Regions from separate parts of the Arachis hypogaea genome. Here region 2 is linked to region 1. A link is a contact called in public Hi-C data. All regions are on one chromosome and are shown on one strand. Each heading gives the region's core, a stretch centred on a gene start, on an enhancer-like site or on the middle of the called end of the contact. The rest is flanking DNA. Distances are from core to core; before and after follow the strand shown. Region 1 overlaps LOC112716382. Region 2 has its middle 22 kb from the start of LOC112716386.

What was found. Hi-C and Micro-C count contacts between places; a contact is called where the count stands out from the background.
Region 2: a Hi-C map of leaf shows a contact between it and region 1, with 3 times the contacts expected there. The contact joins two enhancer-like sites. A contact is called at or near these places in 5 of 8 Hi-C or Micro-C datasets (leaf and an unstated tissue).

What each region holds. Positions count from the first base shown.
Region 1 is chr10:108,047,475-108,051,239 of arahy.Tifrunner.gnm2.J5K5, forward strand. LOC112716382 reads left to right here. Exons shown (of 13, transcript XR_011866904.1): 11 at 194-235; 12 at 341-458; 13 at 570-882. Among protein-coding and RNA genes, the nearest start is that of LOC112716382, 7.6 kb to the left of the region's middle. Within about 2 kb of position 1,682, at least 3 of the 3 cell types and tissues checked have open chromatin away from gene starts, as enhancers often do.
Region 2 is chr10:108,143,131-108,146,525 of arahy.Tifrunner.gnm2.J5K5, forward strand. No RefSeq gene overlaps it. Among protein-coding and RNA genes, the nearest start is that of LOC112716386, 22 kb to the right of the region's middle. Within about 2 kb of position 1,536, at least 3 of the 3 cell types and tissues checked have open chromatin away from gene starts, as enhancers often do.

The DNA.
Region 1 (3,765 bases), core at 432-2,931:
TAAGTTTATTCCGTTCATGTGAAGATTATGTAAATTAAAATGCTAGTCTTGATTTTTTCTAGCTGTTCTTATTTGAATAGCTGACTGTGGTTCAGAAGTTCAAGTATTTTACTTTTGATAGCTTAAAATCCTATTATACTGTTATCCATCAGTAATGTGTTCTGTTTCTTCTTTCTAATGCTATTGTATACAGGGTTGTGATGGTTCTGATTTCTGTTCATTTGAGGTCTTCAAGGTATTAGCACAATCCCACTGTCCAATGTGTAAGAAGTTTGATATGCAATATTAGTTCGGAATAGTCACTCTATGGATCTGATTTTCATGATCTCTCTGTTCGCAGGAAAAAATAGTTGCACCTCATCAGAAGCATGACTATGATACAGTCTGTAATCCGAAGCAGGAGCCGTCCTCTGGCAGTATGTATCAAATGTTTCAGTGGCTTTTCTCGCTCAGCAAAGGTGATAAACAGCCCAGAGATGAATTTTAGTTTGTTTGCTAGGTAAGAAGCCTCAATTCTTAACATTTTTTTCTTTTTCTTCGTTGGCGATACCACTTCAACATATTTTCAGACTTGAGCATCGATCCGGTCTAAGCAAGAACCAATTTAGATAGATTTTGCTGCCACTGTGGGATTTGCCTTGCTATCTTAGGCTTGCTGCCTTATGCCAAGAATTGGAGTTGGATAGAACTTGAGTTTAAAATGTCAGTTTTCCCTTTTCTCCCAGTAGCAATGCTTCTATAGTTATCAGACGTAGAATTGATGTGTCATTTCATGACTCTTGAACTCTAGTTTTGTTCTTATGGAATAGTAGACACTAGACACTATGGTCTGCATTTTGGTTTTTTTATTATTATTATTTATTTATTTTTAATTATAGCTAACCATAGGATAATCCCATACCCCTACTTTTATTCTTCTTTCTTGGTCGTGGTCTCATGGACAATCCTACTCTTTAAAGGAGCTAAAATTGGAAGTTTTGTATGGAAAATAAGAATTTTAAGTTTCCAATGCGTTAGTAATTTTATTTTATCTTATTTTTTTGAAAGTCATGAGAAGGGAAGCTTTGGAATAATAGTCGAGTTTGTTTTCATGTAACTTCAAGGTCACGGGCTTTTTCATGTAAAATCAGTCACTAGTGTAATTATTAAATTAAGCTGGTTACATTATACCCCTTAGGTATGACTGTTCTTTGGAATCTGCATTAATGTTTGCATACTAGGTTGTCCCTTTTTTTTTGAAATTTATAAAAAGAGTTGTATAACTCTTAAATTACATTGTTATCAAAATTGGAATGGACTGACCGGTTCGTCCGAGAAAACCATTGATAGGTTTGGATTATCCATTAGGCCAGATATGTAATTGACCCGTTCAACTTGGTCAAAATCAAGTAAAAATTGGTCGTTTTGCATTGAAGCGACTGTGAATTGGACAACGAAATCGGTCATTGACCCGCTAGTTTACAGGTGCACTAGAGGATGCCTTGGTGGGAAATTTTTTTTTTTTTTTTGGTCGGTGGTGGGAAATTTTGAAATAACTCCAAAATTTCAATGGGTGGAATTTTTTTTTTTTTTGGGACATACACATTCACACACACATCTCCACACCCACACATACTAAATCCAGCTATTGCTGGGAGTGGGAATCGATCCTGGGTGTGGCTTAATATGAGGCAAACTGATTTGTCACTCACTGGGACTGCCTCAGCCAATAATGGGTGGAGTTTGAACCAGGCCCTTGAGGCCTTGGTGTCTTATTTATTACTCACCACCTTGCCAAGCTAGTAAATTCCACTAAAATGGGCTTTGCAAGGTGAATTAAACGGATATAGGCCAATCTTTCAGCAGTTTGCGAAAAGTAACCTTACTTGATATGAGAGACATTTCTCAAGTTGTGAGAAGTAACTCGTTACATGTGTAGTTTCCCTGAGGTTTTGGTAGGTTGCGAAAAGCAATCTTTATTTCTTGTCTTTTTCTGTATTTCGGAGGTTTCGGAAAGTGGTATGCGTTTTTGTCTACGACATGTGGCTGCTTTCTGGCTCTTCGCAAGGTGCATAAAGCAGACCAGTACATATCTTTACACATTACTCCACTCACCTATTTTGGTGAATTACACCAATTAAAAAACCATTTAAAAAACAATTTCTAGTAAAATTATAGTTGTGATGTATTCTAGTTAAATTTTAAAGTAAATTATGGTTGTTGAGGTGTGACATGTGAGAGCATCTAAGAAGCACGGACACACCAAATTACTGCCGTGTCCACGTGTCGGACACGCGGTGGACACGGACACGCGGTGGACACGCGGTGGACACGTGTCTGACACACCTGAGCACGTGTCGCAAAAAAAAATTTTTTTTTTTACTCGGACACGCCATGACACGGCACTGGACACACGAGGACACGGCACTGGACACACGAGGACCCGACACTGGACACGCCAGGACACGATTGGCATGTAAAAATTGCAGAAATTTTTTAAAAAAAAATTACCTTTAACCCAAAAAAATCTTGGACCCCATAAGTACAAGGAGTCTCTCACACATTTTAAATAACTCATAAAAAAACAACCCTCATTTTTTACACGACCCTTCACCTTCAGAGCATAGCAAAAGTCACCCTCCTCCACGCACCGTCCTCTGCACGCAAGTCCTCTGCGCGCCGGTCCTCTGAGCATAGCTTTTTTTGGATATATCATTAGAATTGATGCCCCATATTTTTTTGGAAAGGATATGGAAATAGGAAGTAGTGAAGTTCAAAAGATAGTTAAAGAATACTCCATGTGTTTTTTTTTTTTTTGAGGGGTTAGGAAGTGATTATAAGTTCAATTGTAAATTTTGACTTCATATTATATATATGATATATATTATGACTTTTGATTTTTTTTCTTAAAATTTAATATATATATGCCGTGTCCGTGTCCGGTAAAATTTTAATTTTGGTGTGTCTCCGTGTCCGTGTCCGTGTCGTGTCCCGTGTCCGTGTCCGTGTCTGTGCTTCTTAGGAGAGCATGCAGTTGATTACGTTGATACGTGGTAGTCTCACTCGGTTGGTTCAATTTTTGGTGCTGTCCAAGTGACACCAATCTGGTGAGGTGCTGAACGAATACTAAAAGCGGAGAGAAGATAGAGCACCTTTCCCCAAGTAACTAATGTAGCTGAGTTTAACCAAAACCACTCTCCTTTGTACCTCCTATGATCTTAACTGTAGCATACAACATATAGTTCTGTATTATTCATTGGTGTCAGTCAAAGCAATTTTATTGCAATCTGCAACTTCAGCAGTCTAGGTTTAGATGATGACATTATATAAGGTGTTCCTGTGAATGTGGATCTTTGATGTTGACCAAGTTTCCAGTTGCACATTTGTTCTTTATTGAGCTTGTGTATTATCAAATTAACCTCTCAAATAGTATTCAAAGGACACAATTGAACAGCTCAGGGACCTTCACACTCCATGGTGTGTGACTTAAAAAGTGGGCTGGCTATTGGGCCTCTAACTTGTAATGTCTTCCCAATTTGAAGGTGGGAAGATGTGTCGAGGATTTGCTCCGTGGGACTGCATTCACCAAACACTTTCGACGACACTTTCGATGTTGTAACTTAGGCTGCATTACAAACGCGAGACATGAGATAGGGACATAGACATAAAATCGTGTTTGACAGATGAGATATGGATAAATATTATATTCAGAGACACTAAATTAGTGTATTTTGTGTTCATCTTGATAGGAAGGATACTCTAATAAGAGATATAATTTATTTTTTA
Region 2 (3,395 bases), core at 286-2,785, 96 kb after region 1:
TAATAATTTTTAAGAAAGGGATATATATAAAGGTTCCATTTGTTAATATTAATAATGTAGTGGGCAGTGGCAGAGCTTCTCGTAGAGGGTCATGTCTCCCAATTTTTTTTATAAAAGAATTATTAGTTGTTGGGTAATGTTAGGTAACTAATAATGATTTTTTTGAACAATATAAACAACAGATGTTTAATTCACTAGGTGTATGGATGGTTATTTTAATATTAAGATTTAAGTGAATAATTTAAGAATGTAATATATTTTTACTTTATTAGATCTATTATTCATATTGTCCACAAAAATCATTATCTACCTGTACTTTTTTTTAGATATTAGATATATATCAAAAGGTATAGTTAGCTCTTTTGGATTAAAATCTTACACTAACAATTTAATAACTTTGTCTTCAATTTAATAGACTTTAATTTTTATTTTTGATCAAATAAACTCTTAAATATCAATTCTAATTGACAAAAAAAAATCTAAATATTTATAGCAATCGATTAATGATTAGTCTATTTTGTCAAACAGAACTAATATTTAAAAGTTTATTTTGTTAACAACAAGAATTAAAATTCATTTTGTTAAAGTCATAATCTTTCGAGTATCAAAATAGTTATTTATTATTTTTTTTCAAATTTAACATGACTACCTAATATCATAGCAACCATGTTAACCGTATATAAAAAATTAGCTATTAAATTAGTTATTTGTATAAGAATAAATTATAATTTTTGTCTCACAATTTTTTTTTTAAAATATTCCTAACATTTAATTGCATTTAATTTTGTTCCTATATTTTTAATTTGTGTCAAAATTATTTTTGGACATTAACTTCATGTGAAATGTTAAAGACAAAATTAAAAATATTTAAAAATAATTTTGACACAAATTAAAAATATTAGAGATAAAATTAAATGAATCGAAAACGTTAAAGACAAAATTGAATAAATTTAAACATTAAAGATATTTTTTAAAAAAATTACAAACGTTAAAAATAAAAAGTATATTTTATCCTTTATATAAAATATATATTTAAATCTATATTACACCTTGAGAATTTGAGAAATAAGACATGGATTATACATACACACAGAGACATGATCACTCATTTGATAGCTAACCTAGTATTTTTGTTACACGAATTAGAACATTATAAATAATCACAATACTAGTGTAATTAACAATTAAATTAAAATGATTACATGAAAAAAATATTCGGATGAGGGTCCATCAATAATAATAACTCACAGTATAAAAATATTTATAATAATCAAATAGAAGTTTGAAAATCTTTCACAGTATCATTATTTTTTCTCCCAACATAATTTTCTTGCTTATTTTTTCTGGTGGGGTGGGCTGAATTCTTCAGAAAAGGGCTGTCTTTTCCTTTATCTGGGTCCAAAAGAATTCTTCGAAGACCAACAATTTGAAGCCCAAGATAAGTGTAAAAACACTATTTACACAACAATTTAAAGCCCAAGATAAGTGTAAAAAGCCCAAGATATATAGAAAAACACACCTGGTAATAATTTAGAAAAACAAAAGCTTTATGGGCTTAGATTATTCACTTTATATGAGCCCAATCTATTTTCTTATGCAAAGGCCTACATTCCATAATAATTTTGTTTATGAAAATTATTAATCACTAAGATAGAAAGTATGAAACAAACACCAAAGAAAAAAAAACGGATCATACATTTATAGGAGGCAAACAAAAAGGATCTGAGCGGGGCTGAAAATTTTAATTTTTTCCAGAGGGAAAAAAATTTTTGGCTAAAAAAAAATGAACGATTCCTTAGTCTATTCTTCTTAAATCAACAATTTATTAAAGTATAAGTTGTTAAAAACTCATTATACTCGATGTTATATTAAAAATAAAATTATTTAATTTGCTTCGTATGTATATATATGTATTAGAACAATTTAACTAAGTATTTTGAATAATCATAGAAAAACTGCGGCAGAAAATAAAAAGGTCACCGTAAACTTTGGTGATAGTGATGAATCAAAGTTTTGAGAAAAGTTGAAGCAGACACATAAACGCAGGGATAGCCATATTACCATCAAGGTTGTTTTCTTCTTTTTCTACAACATGACAAATTATAACAAATCAACTTGAGCTTCTTTTTCCTCTTATGTGTGACTCTTTATGCATGCACTTATTCTTATCATATCAAACATCTAATGTATGCAATAAGCTAGAGGCCTAAAAGCTATTATTTCTCTTTTTTTATTTAATTACTCTGTTAATTTTATAGTTTTATTAAATTTTTAGTTTGGTCTTTATATTATAATAGTTTGTAATTAAGATTTTATATTAAAGAAAAACTTTTATCAATATAAGAATTCAATTATAAAAATTTAAACCGTAAAGACCTAATTAAAAAATTGATAAAATTATAGAAACTAATCAAATAATTAAACAATTTTTTCAAACTTCTAATCGTATAATTTTTTGGTGATATGTATGTGGGTTAGATATGATATGATTTTTTTTGTAATTTCTTTTTGTTTTTTGGTTGGGGAACATAGATAATGACTTGTTTGATTGAAGATTTCACAGAAACTAGGAACATTTCATTTTCATATCTATGTAATGTATGTGAGGTGTACTTCCCACTTTTATCTCTTTAATTTGATGCAGCCTGTGACATGATTCCGTGTTTTTCTGTTGTCCTCAAAGCTTCAATTACCAGTATACCAAACTCCTTTCTCCTTAGCTTATTTCAAAGGGTAAATTTATATATATATATATATATATATATATATATATATATATAATTATTTGGTTTGTTACTGTAGTTGCTAAATTTATAATTAAATTTTTATACTTTTTTTTAATTATGTCTCTATACTATTTTTAATTTTTTAATTAAGTATTTTTTATGTTAAAAATATTAAAATTAACAGAATATTTTTTTTTCAAAATATATAATCAAATATCCAATTATATTCTTAATTTTAGATACCTTCGATATGTAGAAAAAATATTCTATTAATTTTAATATTATTTATATTAAAAATGATCTAATTACAAAATTAAAAATAGCTAGTATACGAATTCAAATTAAAAATATATATATAACGACTTAATTAAAATTTTAGTAAAATTATAAAGATTATTAGAATAATTAAACCTATATATATTAAAAAGTATGGCTATACATCTTTGACAATATTATTTAAAAAATTGCTAAGATTAAATTTTATATTTTTATGATATATTTTAAGTATTGTCAAAATTATATAATCGTCCTAATTTAGTGTTGCTTAGCCATAAATATGTGTGTATAAAACAAATTAAAATCGTCATAATTTTATTAGGACCAATTGTATTAACTATGGCGATGTTATTCAATATAATAATGAATACAACGGTTGGGGGAAAAAAACAC